2 separate regions of the Mus musculus genome follow, and region 1 is linked to region 2. The links are chromatin contacts, called in public HiChIP or PLAC-seq maps. All regions are on one chromosome and are shown on one strand. Each heading gives the region's core, a stretch centred on a gene start, on an enhancer-like site or on the middle of the called end of the contact. The rest is flanking DNA. Distances are from core to core; before and after follow the strand shown. Region 1 overlaps Sidt2 (SID1 transmembrane family, member 2). Region 2 overlaps BC049352 (cDNA sequence BC049352).

Region 1 (4,074 bases), core at 241-2,740, 720 kb before region 2:
TTGCCTCTCTGCCATTTGCTGGAACCAGGGAAGGGCTGCTCTTCCGCCCCATCTCCCTCTCTGCTCCGCGGACTCGGTTCCCCTGTAACTTTCCCTTTCCTTTCAAGGGCACGACCAGTTCAAGCGGCGCCTTCCCTCTGGCCAGATGCGGCAGCTGTGCATTGCCATGGGTAGATGTGGGGAGGGGGTAGGGCTGCCCTACCAATCAATTCCTGCCAGGATGGTCAGTCCATGGAACTGGCTGCCTCTGGGACCAGAAAAATGCTTAGTGCATGGCTTTCCTAGCAAGTGCCATCTGTGCCAGCCCGTGGTCTTCTGAGAAAGATAGCCACTGGCCACCATCAGTGTCCCACCTCAGTGTCCTCTTGTCAGTATCCTCCCTCCCTGGTGTGCTGGCCAAGGGATCCTGGATCTGGGTGTCACCTAGGGGCTTTGGCCAGGTGGGGTGACAGGAGGAGGCTTCTGGAGGTAGGAGAGAGGTGTTTTTTCCTCAAGCCCTTGTCTATGTACTAGGACCTCAGGGGTGGCCGTGGCATGTCTTCTCAGAACCCAACAGGACGGGGCACCTCTAATCTGCATGATTGGCCAAGTTCAATCCTGTTAGTGTGTGTGTGGTTTACTCAGTGTCTTGGCCTGGATCAGAGCCAGGAGTGGAGCAGGGCTCGAGTCACTCCTGCTCCACGGGGTCCGGCAGAGCTCCCCACCACTTCCCGCTGAGCTAGGAGTACGTTTCCTGCCAGCACCTGGGCCACCTGCCCTACCGCTCTGAGCTCTGGCCCACAGTTTGCCTCTTCCCCATTGTTGAATAATTTTGACATTGCTTCTGATGGGTGGGGGCAGACCCAGTGTTCGGTCCTGCTGGCCCAAGCCCCTTTCCTTTGTCACACCTAGACCGCTCCTTTGACGCAGTGGGTCCTCGGCCTCGACTGGACTCCATGAGCTCCGTGGAAGAGGATGACTACGACACACTGACTGACATCGACTCAGACAAAAACGTCATTCGAACCAAGGTGAGACATATAGCCCTGCCATGCCCTGCCCTGCCCAGACGGATCTGGAGCAAGGGACTGTGTGCAGCTCCCGTGGCGAATCACTGTGCTGTGTTTGGAAGGCAGAGGGAAAAGAACTGAGCTGGGACAGGCAGGACCGACTCCAGGAGAAGTCGGCCTGGGGAGATCGGGACTAATTAAGCAGATCTTGTTGGCATACTTGACCACAGAAGTGTGGAGTCTCAGAACCCTGCCCACTGAGTTCTGGCTTGTCTGCCTAACCTGGGGATCAGGGGTTCAGCGAGGCTCATTCCTGCTTCTCCTCAGCAATACCTCTGTGTGGCTGATCTGGCACGAAAGGACAAACGTGTTTTGCGGAAAAAGTACCAGATTTACTTCTGGTGAGTGGCACTCCTGTTAGCGAGTAGGGCAGCTCCTCAGGCCCTGCCAACCTTACCTTGGCCCTTCCCCCTCAGGAACATAGCCACCATTGCGGTCTTCTACGCACTTCCTGTGGTGCAGCTGGTGATCACCTACCAGACGGTGAGAGGTCGAGGGGTGGGTCTTGGTCTGTAACTCTGCCTTATCTGCAGTGAGCATAGGTTATAGGTTGTGGCAGCAGTTTTCAAATCCCAATTCTGCTTTAGCTGTGAGTCTCTGGGCTTCTAAGCTCCAGTTTTTTTCATCTGCAGTTTGGGGGCAACATGAAGCTGGGTGGGACCTATGAAACAGAGGTCACAGGACTTTTTAAGTGTGACTTCCTTCCCCTTCCTGTGAGGCAAGGACTTCTGGAGTTTTCAGTCACTGTATCTATAAAGAGGACGATGGCGCCCGTGCCACCTTAGCAGTATAAGGAGTACCAGCCTGGGTACTGTGTACACACTTCAGCCATGCTGGTACTGCTCTTGTTTTGCCAGTTGGACCCAGGGTGTGTGGCATGGGCTCCCTGCTGAGTCAGGCATGTTAATAGCTACACTCCTCCCCCATACACACACAGGTGGTGAATGTCACAGGGAACCAGGACATCTGCTACTACAACTTCCTCTGTGCCCACCCGCTGGGCAACCTCAGGTGGGGATTGTGCTGGAGGCCCAGGGATGGGTAGAGTAGGCAGGGTGGGGTTTTGTGAAGCCTGCTGGGCAGAAGACAGAAAAGGCAAGAGGGCCCTGGTCTCAGCTAAGCCTGTCCTGTCCCTTCCAGCGCCTTCAACAACATCCTCAGCAACTTGGGGTACATCCTGCTGGGGCTGCTCTTCCTGCTCATCATCCTGCAGCGAGAGATCAATCATAACCGGGCCCTGCTGCGGAATGACCTCTATGCTCTGGTAAGCCAGCTACCTCCCACTGCGACATGGCCTCCATCTGGCAGACTGACCTCCCCCAGTCCAGCTCTGCTCCATCTAGCCCCACACTACCCTGCCCTGCCTAGGTCTGCCCAGCCCTGCCCTGATGGGTTCTGCCCTGCCCTGCCCAGCCCAGATCTGCCCTGCCCTGCCCTGCCCTGCCCAGCCCAGGTCTGCCCTGCCCTGCCCTGATGGGGGTCTGCCCTGCCCAGCCCAGCCCAGATCTGCCCTGCCCTGCCCTGCCCAGCCCAGGTCTGTCCTGCCCTGCCCTGCCCTGCCCTGCCCTGCCCTGCCCTGCCCTGCCCTGCCCTGCCCTAATGGGTTCTGCCCTACCCAGCCTAGTCCAGGTCTACCCTGCCCTGCCCTGATGGGTTCTGCTCTGCCCTGCCCTGCCCTGATGGGCTCTGCCTTGCCCACATCTCTCTTGCCCTCTCTGCCTTCTGCTCTCCCATCTACTCTTGCTTTTCCCTGTGTGCCCTATCCCTGCTCAGCTGTTTTATCCTGTCTTACCTTGTCCTGCCCTCTCTGCCCAGCCCTGCACAACCTACCCTGCTACCCACTCACCACACAGCGCAGTCCTCTTCCACACCCCTTGGGTCTCCTCTTCCCACCTCACCTGCACGTCTCTTCCTTCTCTTTCTCCCCACAGGAGTGTGGGATCCCCAAACACTTTGGTCTGTTTTACGCCATGGGCACAGCACTGATGATGGAGGGGCTACTTAGTGCCTGTTACCACGTCTGCCCCAACTACACCAACTTCCAGTTTGGTGAGTGCTGCCTCCTGTCTGGCTGAATCTGCTGTCCCAGGTCACCAGCTGCTAGGGGGCTCTGAGGCTGGCCTCTGAGTGCAGCTTCCATTCTAGAAGATGGCTACCTGTGCTGCCTCTTCCCAGTCATCCCACAGAAACTCTAAGAATCTCAGGAAGTGCTCCCTAACTTCTGCGTATTCATATACTGAGACCCTCAAACTAAGATGTCCTTGACTTGAGGGAACAACAGACTAGCAAGTGGTAGGATTCAGGGGCAGCTAAGGGGCTAAAGCTGAAGCAGTGACCCTTCAGCTTGCTGATGGCACTCCAGAGGTCTTGATTGTCTGGGCTGGGAGTTGTGTGTGGGGTCCCTGTGGTATCTGCAGCTCACAGCCTGTTCCTCCCCAGATACCTCCTTCATGTACATGATTGCTGGCCTCTGCATGCTGAAGCTCTACCAGAAGCGGCACCCAGATATCAACGCCAGTGCCTACAGTGCATATGCCTGCTTGGCCATCGTCATCTTCTTCTCCGTTCTGGGCGTGGTGAGGGCCTGGTCTACTCTGTACACCCCGTAGGAAGGGCACGTCCCTCCCCCTAACACCCACCCCACCCCCACCCCGTGAGTGTGTATTCATCTGGGCTTCCACTGCAGGAGAGATCCTACTGCTTCCCTAAGGGGCCATTCTGGGCCCCTCTGTAATCGAAGCCTAACCCAGCAGCTTGTGCTAGTAGGGGTGCAGACACAGGACACGGGAGCAGGTACCGTCTGCGCCCCTCACTCGTGTGGGCTTGCCCACAGGTGTTTGGCAAAGGGAACACGGCCTTCTGGATTGTCTTCTCCGTCATTCACATCATCTCCACCCTGCTCCTCAGCACTCAGCTCTATTACATGGGCCGCTGGAAGCTGGGTGAGAGCAGCACACGCCCAGGGCGGGACAGACCGGGTGGGGCAGGCGCAGGGTGGTGGTGGTGGTGGGGACACAGGGGACCT
Region 2 (3,712 bases), core at 727-3,226:
GCAGGCCGGAGCTCCTAAAGGCAGCCAGGAAAGTGTGCAGGTTGTGCCTCAGATGCTGAGCAAGGTTCAACATGAGCTAAGCTAGGCTGCAGGCCCTTCACTCTCATGGACATTTTAAGCTCCTAGATATAATTATATATTTATTCTTGTTCTAAGAGAGCCTCTAACGACTGGGTAAATATGATGAACATTTGTCATCTCAGCATTCTGGAGGCAGGAAACAGGAAGATCTTGAGTCTAAGATCAGCCCAGGCTACATGGTGAGTTTCCAGGCCAGCCTGAACTATAAGACCAATTTCTATCTCAAAAATGTAACCGCTGGGGCTGGAGAGACAGTCCAGTCGTCAAGAGCGCTTGTTGCTTTTGAGGAAAACCTAGGTTTGGCTTCCAGCACCCGCATGGCGGCTTTACCAACACTCACAGCTCTAGTTTCAGGGGATCTGATGCCCCCGTTGACCTCCTTTGGTAGCATACACATGTGGCACACATAGATGGAGCTAACATACAGAACACACACACATACACAAAATACAAATGCATAAATCTTACATTTTTAAACAACTTTTTAAAATTCCAAATCACAGAGGCCTCAGGAAATCTGGATCGATGTCCCCTCTACACCTCTAGGCAAAAACAACCATCTCTCCCTGTGACGGTTAGCAACATTTGCCGATCTCACGTGATCCAGAATCATCTGTTAGACACACAAATGTACATCGGGTTGATTGCTATAGGAAGACCCTGAATGTGGCCAACGCATTCCACGGGATGGGTTCCTAGATTGAATACAGAGAGAAAAGAGGGCTGGGAGACGGCTCAGTGGGAGAGATGTTTCCTGTGCAAACTTGGGGACATGAATTCAGATCCTCAGCATCCAGGGAAAATAAGGAAGAAGCAATAGAGGGAGATGCGAGCACACACGCGCGCGTGCGCACACACACACACACACACACACAAATACACACACACACACACACACACGCACTCTAAACACCAACATCTCCCCCCCGTGGATCTTGACTGCAGATGTAATGTGACCAGGCTTCTCACCGTTCTCGCTACCATGACTCCTCCACCAACTATGGCTTCTCAAACCATGAACCAGAATAAAGGTTTCCTTCCTTAAAAGGAAAGGCCTTGGTCTTTCCTCAACTGTGTCTGCTGTCACAACTAGAAAGGTAATATACTCTCTCACCCTATAACCCTCTACCCTGCAGCCTCATCCCACAAACACTGCCTGGCACTGTCCTGTCATACCCAAGAGGACGGGCCAACTAGGCTCCTACTTCAAGGCCATGGCCTAGGGTATGGTCCTACCTGTGCTCTTGTAACCTCCCCTCTAGTTTCCCACTGGCCTTTCAGGGCCCCCAGCACATCCTGCATTCAGCAGGAAGCCATCACTCAAGTTCCAGAGTCAACAGTGCCATATTCAGCAGCCCCCTGTCACACACAGATGCTGTACCTGGAACTGCGGGTTTGGGACCCACCTGCCTTCTCTGGAGATGGATTTACCCATGTCTGTGTGCCCAGAGCCTGTCTCTCCAGCTCAAGGCAGAACCCACTCGGGTTCAGGGCAAATGTTTCTTGGATGCAGTAAATGCCCAAGCAGGGCTAATTCTGGAGACAGTGACTGAAAAGTACAGAGGGCAGTCCTGAGATCACATCACAGTGGCTGTCATACTGTAGCCATACTGTCTCTGGTTGGAAGAAGATACTGTGCTTGACCTGATCTGGGCAATTCACGTTCCTTCTTGAAGGCAATGCTTTCTCTCTACTTTCTATGGTTGCCCTCTGCCCCATAACATATACACAGCCATTTCCTTCTGTCTCCCTTGGCTCTTGAAGGAACATGAGCCACGTTCTCACTGCAAATATCTCACTGTAAAAATCTTACAAACTTTCACACCACAGCACGGAAGAACACATTCCTGTGAGCCGTGCGCCCCCTAGTGGCAGAAATGGTTCCTTTTCCAACAAGGGAAGGGCTCTTGGAAGGCTAAATGGTAGAACCGCTTATGTAATTGCCTCTTCAGGCCAGTCCTAGCTTGTTGTGTGTTTATTCAATTGTCATACACTGTTGTTTTGCCAGACAGACAAGAAAAGGAGGCCCAAGAGTCACTACAGATCTCTGGTAGAGAAGACAAACAAAGGGAGAGTCTCTTCCAGAGAAGTGTGACACACCACTTAAGTTAAAGGGAGTCTGAGAACGCTGCAAGAACCCTGATTTGGGGGTACCACTGAGAGGACTCCCTGGGATCACATGACACTATTGCTATGCTCACATCCATGTAACTGGGTAACAGTTCAGCTTCCACACGCGGGGCCCGCTGTGGTGGGAGGTAATTGTTCCAGAGTCAGAGTGTTGTGGTTCAACTGTGATAAGACACTTTGCAAGAAAATGGTGGAGTTTCTCCAGGGGCCTAGAAACCAAACCAGGAAGGGGCTGAAGTTAAGAGACCAGAGGAGTCAGGAGACCCAGTTCCTTCAGAGGAGAAAATATAGTTGTAACAAACGACGAGACCAGAAAGGAGAAGAAATGGACGACAGACCACTGAGCATTGAGTTTTGCGAAGCCATGAGGCCATTTTGTGAAATTAAATGCAAATTTTTAAAAAAATCAATAGCTATACTCAGCATCAATTCACCTACATTCATAATTTGATAACTGGCTCCAGAATCAGGCTAACCACAGGCATGAGAGTAAACTCTGTTGGCGCCAAGGAAGTAGGGCAGCTAACTGTTCTACATAAGTAGAACGTGTCCTACAGTCATTTAAAAGAATTTCCAGGCTTGGGGGGCTGAGGCAGGAGAATTACAAGTGAAGGATCTGCCTTGGGTATCTCAATAAGACCCTGTCGAGAAATAGAAAACAAAACAACAACAAACAAAAACAAACAGACAAACAAAAGACTGTAGCTCAGTGGTAGGGAGTTTGTCTTGAGAGGCCTCTCAAGTATGTGGGGCAGCTACTCTGTTGTGGGACTATTCTGTTGAAGCAGGAAGTTACTGTCCATAGCACATTTTTGGCTCCTACTCAGCCCTGGAGACTTCCTGTAGCCCCAAGGTGATCCCATACCCCTTGTGCCAGTTCTGCCCCACCTTGTATTGAGGTTTCTCCTCTAAAGCAATATCAACTCTGGTATTCACCCCAGGGCCAGGTGTATGGGAGAGTCCTGGGTTGGGATGGGTCCTGGGTGGAGTGGGCGTAGGCAGATCTGGATAGTCAGGTGGCCAAAGCATAGATACACAAGAAATTCTGGAGTTCTGGATAGGAGGGGCCCAGCGAGGGAAGAGGACTGTGCCAGGGGCTGGACTTGGCACACCTAGTCAGAAACACACTTTATGAACATTTGTTCACTCAGAGTGTGAGGAAACATGGGGTGAGTGCCTCTCTCCTGGAGTAAGGGCAGAGCAAATAAAGGGTATGCATGCATGGCAGAGTACATGGGCCCACCTGGAACTCCAGGGATAGACACTAAATATGTCCTCCTGTTAGGGTAGCCTGTAGGGACCAGGAAGAAATGAGGGGAAGGTTCAGCAGGTGAGTGTGCTTGCAACCAAGCCCAAAGACCTGAGTTTGATCCCCAGAACCAACATGGCAGAAGGAGAAAACCAACTTCTACAAGTTGTCTTCTGACCTACACATAAACACACACACACACACACACACACACACACACACACACACACACACACACTTCAGAAAATGGTT

The links. HiChIP or PLAC-seq counts read pairs in DNA pulled down with a chosen protein or histone mark.
Region 1: an H3K27ac HiChIP or PLAC-seq map of large pre-B cells shows a contact between it and region 2, with 2.6 times the contacts expected there. The contact joins two enhancer-like sites. A contact is called at or near these places in 1 of 15 datasets of contacts at CTCF or cohesin (embryonic stem cells), 1 of 115 datasets of contacts at active chromatin or transcription factors (large pre-B cells) and 1 of 9 other capture datasets (embryonic stem cells).

The regions. Positions count from the first base shown.
Region 1 is chr9:45,942,602-45,946,675 of GRCm38.p6, reverse strand. It overlaps Sidt2 (SID1 transmembrane family, member 2), which reads left to right. Exons shown (of 26, transcript NM_172257.4): 13 at 892-1,010; 14 at 1,317-1,390; 15 at 1,466-1,532; 16 at 1,987-2,060; 17 at 2,190-2,313; 18 at 2,981-3,098; 19 at 3,489-3,625; 20 at 3,883-3,991. Among named protein-coding and RNA genes, the nearest start is that of Mir7087, 5.0 kb to the right of the region's middle. Within about 2 kb of position 1,490, at least 119 of the 459 cell types and tissues checked have an H3K27ac peak or open chromatin away from gene starts, as enhancers often do.
Region 2 is chr9:45,219,990-45,223,701 of GRCm38.p6, reverse strand. The region is part of intron 1 of BC049352 (cDNA sequence BC049352); the gene reads right to left. Among named protein-coding and RNA genes, the nearest start is that of Tmprss4, 18 kb to the right of the region's middle. Within about 2 kb of position 1,976, at least 35 of the 459 cell types and tissues checked have an H3K27ac peak or open chromatin away from gene starts, as enhancers often do.